2 separate regions of the Oryctolagus cuniculus genome follow, and region 2 is linked to region 1. The links are chromatin contacts, called in public Hi-C maps. All regions are on one chromosome and are shown on one strand. Each heading gives the region's core, a stretch centred on a gene start, on an enhancer-like site or on the middle of the called end of the contact. The rest is flanking DNA. Distances are from core to core; before and after follow the strand shown. Region 1 has its middle 32 kb from the start of COMMD9. Region 2 has its middle 120 kb from the start of TRIM44.

Region 1 (2,852 bases), core at 104-2,603:
GTCTGCTTTCCTGGGGACCAGGGTCTGGGTCTTGCTCACTGTCTTGTCCCCAGGCCTCGGGCAGTCTCTGCAGCAGTCAGCATTTGTTAGATGCGTACCAGCATGAATGAAAGGATGGATGGATGGATGACTGTCCAGGCAGGGCCCTGAGTGGACCGAGCTGTCATTCCAGGCTTCACTAGCCCCTGCGTTTTGCTAACTTGGGAGGCTAGAGATGCACTCCGAGGACAGCAAGGCCACAAGGAGAGGTTGTCACTGCGTAGTCAGGGCCCAGCTTCCGGGGAGAGACAGTGATGATGTGGAGGGCAGGAATCCCAGGGCCCCGTCCTAGCCTCCCAGGACAGTCACCCTCGCTGCAAGGCCCCAGCCCCTCCCTCCCTCAGCCAGCGGGCCTGGGCGTGGCTGCCTGGCCATCTGCGTCCCAGGATGGCTTTCTCGCTGGCACAAATGGCTCCAGAGTCCCCTCTCCCGTGCCAAACAGCCGGCTACAGGAGCTGCCGCAGTGCCGCAGCCTCGGCTGGCCTCTCCTGCGACCCCATTTTCCACATCACTTGCCCCCACTCCCCTCCATATGGTGGCTGCTCTTCAACGTTCTCCAAAAAGGACTCCTGCCTCCGGTTGGCCCGCTCAGCCATCTCCCAGACGGAAATCCGCAGCATCTGGAGAGGCGGGAAGCTCTTCTCCTTGATCATTTAGCAGGAACACCGGTCTTCCCGTCATCCCCGCTGTCACCACCCTGGGTCATCCTCCCCCTCATCTGTTTCCGGGCGTCCTGGCTCAGCTTCTAAGCGGGCTCCCTGCCCTGGGCTCGTCCTCTGGAAGCCAGCCTCTCAATGCTTTCCATAAAGTAAATGTGGTTCTGTTTTCCCGGCAAACGTGGTCCTACCTTCCCAGGCTTTGTCATGTCAGAAGATAAGCGCTCGCACCAGAAACTGAGGGGAAAAAATCACTCCTTCCTTCCCGTCTCTCCCTGAGGCTGGCCCCGCCTTCTCCCCACATACTCCGTTAACAGGCCCTGCTCGCTGTCTCAGCCCACTTCTCTGCGTGTCTGCACCAGCTGCACGTACAGCGCCATCATTGTTCACCGGCGATGGGCCCCCGTCATGAAGACCTGCTCTGCCTCCCGCTCTGCGCCTATGCAACCACCGTTCCAGCAGCTTCCAGGGTCCTCCAAAGCCCATCCAGCCACAGGGCCTTTGCACTTAACCTTGCACTCTTCCACCACCTGGAACATTCTTCGCCCTCTTTCGAAAGGCTGGCTCCTTCTCCCTGTCGAGGCCTCCGCTAACAGCTCTGTTCCTTGGAGACATTTTCTCGAGCTTCCCTTTTATTCACAGTTGCAGCACAGTTGCTTATTTCTGTGCCTCCCCCGAGACAGATGGTCTTTGCCTCGCAGTGGTTTGACTTGTAACTGTTGGACTTTACGATGGTGCAAAAGCAACACACATTCAGTAGAAACCAAACTCCAGAGTTTCAGTTCTGATCTCTTCCTGGGCTCGGGACGTGCAGTGCCACTCTCCCTGCAGATGCTGGGTCCCCGCAGCTGGCGGTCAGCTCTGCAACCATGAGGGGAAACCACTGATGCTCCACCACGTGCTGTGCTGCCAAGCTAGGCTGTTCACTAGGCCAGGCGAGTTCAATGCACTTTCACCTTCAGTGGCGTCAGCAGGATGGAACCCCATCCTGAGTTGAACAACGCCCGTAGACAGTCTTACAAAGTCAACAAACTTACCTTGTTCCGTAGCTGCCTCCACGCCGCAGTGTGCCATGAGGACGCCCCAGCACAGCCTGGCACAGAGTATACACTCAATAAATATTTGTGAAATGAGTGTAACAAGCAAGTGGGAAATCTATGATGTCTCTGCCCAGCTTTCCTCTGCCAGGGGCTCTCACTGTCCCCAGTGCAATCCAAACGCCATAGGGATCCATTGCAGTTTTTTTGTGACCCTGCCCTGACTGGCTTGTGCAGCCCCCTTGCTGGGTCTATCCGGAATCAGTCAGGACAGGATGACTCCAGCTGGACTGGGCATCGCGGCACGCACACGAGCACTGAGCCCGCCGTGAGGAAAGGGGCATGGGACAGACGGTCTTCAAGATCCCAGCAAATGTGAGGGCTGGACCCAGAAGCCAGGGAGGAGAAACTCAAGGACAGAAGCAAGAGCTCCTGCTGTCCTGGGTGGGCTGTGACGGGCTGTGTGGGGGTCAGGAATGCCTGGTGCTGCTTAGGGTGAGGCAGCATCAGCTTCTCAAGAGAATGAGTCTGGGGAATCAACAGGTGTGCAAGTGGGGGCTGGGCTGCTCCAGGTCATGCTGGATCCCCAGTGCTTGGCACGGGCCTCAGCGGACACAGCAGGTGCTTGATGGAAAGCTGAGTGACAGCACATACCATGAGGCCCAGCAGGGTGTGGCCAGACTTCAGGAAAGCCTGTGGGCTGTGGTCTTCCTGGGTGAGCAGCCTCTCTGGGTGCAGGCAGGGGCTGACTGCCTCCCTCGCTTTCCACTCCCAGAAGGAACCTCACCCATCAAGCTCCAGCTGCCCCGGGGTCCAGCCTCTGCTCTCTGCTCTGCTCCACCCACGATAAAGGCATCTGGCAGTTTCAACTCCTTTTTGCTGGCTCTTTGCAAAGTGACTCTGGGCCTGTCAAAGCTTCCGGTATAGGCAGCTGCCAGGGCTGAAGACAGCCTTGTCCCAGGGGCCAGGCCGGCCTCCTCAGGAGGAATTGCGTTGGTTCCTAGGACAGGCCCTGCCCACGTTTGCACACCCAGCCTGGGCCGAGGGCTAGCAAGTGCCGGCCGCTGAGCACCGTCCTTCCGGGCAGCACACTCTGAGCCTGTGTGCACCTCTTATCAAT
Region 2 (2,852 bases), core at 202-2,701, 420 kb after region 1:
GGGGAGAAAATGTGCTAAGGGTCTCACACAGCCCCAGCAGCTGGTTTCAAGATGAGAATCTTGTCTATAAAGTTCTTTTCAGATCTATGCTGCATTTCTTTTTCTTTTTTAGATTTATTTATTTGAAAGGCTGAGTTACAAAGAGAAGGAGAGACAGAGAAGAGAGAGAGAGAGAGAGAGAGAGAGAGAGAGATGTCTTTCATTTGCTGGTTCACTCCCCAATTGGCCACAACGGCCGGAGCTGTGCTGATCCGAAGCCAGGAGCCAGGAGCTTCTTCCGGGTCTTCCACATGGGTGCAGAGACCCATGGACTTGGATCATCTTCTATTGCTTTCCCAGGTCACAGCAGAGAGCTAGATCGGAAGTGGAGCAGCTGGGACTTGAACTGGAGCCCATATGGGATGCCGGCACTGCAGGCAGTGGCTTTACCCGCTACACCGCAGCGCTGGCCCCTGCATTTCTTTTGAACCTGTAACACTTTCCCCCCATTCTCCAAAGTATATCAATGCCACGTGTTTTAAATAGTCCTCACAACCACCCCGGATTCGTGTGGAGAAGGAGCGCTTCCTTGTACCTCTTCTGCGCCATCTGGGGAGTGCCTGCTGTTGGTGTGTACAGTGACTGCGAACCTGGAAAGAGACAGGCTGCGCTGGCTACCTGGGCACAGATCTCAGCCCCAGCCCTTGGTTGTCATGTGACCCCGGGCAAGGCAGCTGCCCCCTGCCTAATCCTCATCCAGAAAAATAGCAGCATCTGGCGCATCAGGCTGCTGCGTGAAGACGGTCAGGCTTTCTCTGACAGAAGCGGCCTGATGAGGACACAGAGAAATTCAGAGTCTGCGTAGATGTGATTCTCGCCACTTCCTATCATCTCTTGGGAAAGCAGAACCTAGAACAGGGCTGTGTGATGGGAAGGTAGGTGTGCTTAATGAAAAGCACGCAACCCTCGATTTAAAGAAATTACAGTGTCTTTAGTTTTGAGCAATGCAATAAACCATAAATAGATACTAAGTTAAATCAGGCTGCTTGCTGACAAAAGAACAAGGTTGCATTGTATACATCTTGCACACGTTAAAGTCCTTTAATGCACACAGACTCAAACTGGTGCATTGGCATGGGAATTGCCAGCTCTGCCTTTACGAGCTGTGTGTCCTCAGGAAGCTCCCTTCACCTCTCTGAGCCTTGACTTCACTGGCCAGATTATGAGACTCATAGTTTCTTTCTTGTAACAAAGACCCAATGTGACACTGGGTGTGAAAGGACTTTGAAAACTGGTAGGCACAATACTTCTCTTAGGTATTTCGAATCATCACCCACCATAAAAATATATTCAAGGACAACATAAAGACTGGAGCTCTCAATTTGAAACACTGACTTCAGTGTGACCTACAAACACTGACCTCATGCTTTTTAAGACGTTGACTGTTTTCTATTACCTCACCTTTGGCCAACATGGCATCTTCCTTAGAGAACAAACAGCAACTGGTGAATAGTTTCAGCCAGAAATCTGGACGGCCCAAAGCTCCCGGATTAAGGTAGCTTTCTTTATGAATGTATTTTCTGGCTAAACATGGAAACTGGATTAAACCAAGCACTTCATTGTGGATAAGGAAAATCGATGCCCTGTGGGCTTGGCTGTTTATAGGCCTACTACAAAAATGGATGCATTATTTATACTTACAAGTTCTGCTTTCTCAAACCGTGGCTGTTAGCTCTTCACTTCAAGTTCATTCACGGAGCCATCACACTGCAAAGTCAGTTATTTGGGGTTAAAAGCAACTAATGTCAGACCCCTGCTGGCCTAGTGTGGCACTGCATGAGTGCATACAATCTACAATTCCTGTTCATGGAGGAATGGGCTACCTGGGCCAGAGCTGAGATACTAAGGATCCAGTCTGGCTTCCCATCATTTCTAGGTGTCAACACTAATCAAAAGGTGTGCCAAAATGGGGGCAAGAGGAAGAGAAGGCCCAACTGAACTTACAGAGGAGAATATTTTTTAAGTGGGGAACTGGGGATCCCAATCTCCCAATCTACCTGTTCTCCAAACTCACTCCTCATTGCTAAGAGCTTGTGGGTGACATGGGTTTTCGGTAGAGTTTTGTATTTGCTGTTGACTGCATGTGCTAGCCTCTTGGTGGTGCAGAGGTTTTCTCTGCAGCTTTTTCTTCTACCTCTCAAGGACAAGAAGGAGGGCGTATGAGGGGTCAGGAGTTTAGGCGTCATGAGGTGTCGAGGAGTTTAGGAGTATGTGATGTGGCCACGTCAATAGGAGGTGGAGCTTGGAGGCATAAGCAGGCCCAGAACTACAACTCTTTTCCTCTTGCCTTCTGTATGTTCACCCATTCTTTCATGAAGCTGGAAGAAAGTGCGGCCTGCCCCACTAAGGCAAAGTGGGGTCCAGGCAAAAGGAAGCACAGAGCAGGCCAGAAGCAGCAGGAAGAACCCAACAAAACAAGGACCTCCAACGAAGAGAGCACAGCTCCCATTCTGGGGAGGGGACCTTTCTTGGTGAATACCCCCAGCTTGTAGAAATCACCTGTCGTAGGACTGAAGTCAGAGGGTGGCCAAGCGGCTAAGACTCTGCTTCCAATCCAGCTGGTTTTGGCTACAGTGAATAGGTGACATAGTCCAGGAAGCACACCAAGGGGTTGGGATTGGGGAGTCATAGGATGGGGAAAATCATCCCCACTTTCTCTGCTTGAACCTGGCCTTGAAGATGTTCTTTTCTCCTTCCTGTCACAGTGGACTGCTCTAAGGAGGGGCACTGAGGGCCAGAAGTCAGGGTCTTCACGCATTGGAACCCCCCTACCAGCCCCATGATAAGAAGGTCGCAATAGGAAGATGGGGTTG

The links. A called contact is a pair of places that touch in the nucleus more often than the background predicts.
Region 2: a contact with region 1 is called in a Hi-C map of an unstated tissue, with 3 times the contacts expected there. The contact joins two enhancer-like sites. A contact is called at or near these places in 2 of 6 Hi-C or Micro-C datasets (ear pinna and an unstated tissue).

What each region holds. Positions count from the first base shown.
Region 1 is chr1:29,776,523-29,779,374 of mOryCun1.1, forward strand. No RefSeq gene overlaps it. Among named protein-coding and RNA genes, the nearest start is that of COMMD9, 32 kb to the left of the region's middle. Within about 2 kb of position 1,354, at least 1 of the 8 cell types and tissues checked has an H3K27ac peak or open chromatin away from gene starts, as enhancers often do.
Region 2 is chr1:30,201,105-30,203,956 of mOryCun1.1, forward strand. No RefSeq gene overlaps it. Among named protein-coding and RNA genes, the nearest start is that of TRIM44, 120 kb to the right of the region's middle. Within about 2 kb of position 1,452, at least 1 of the 8 cell types and tissues checked has an H3K27ac peak or open chromatin away from gene starts, as enhancers often do.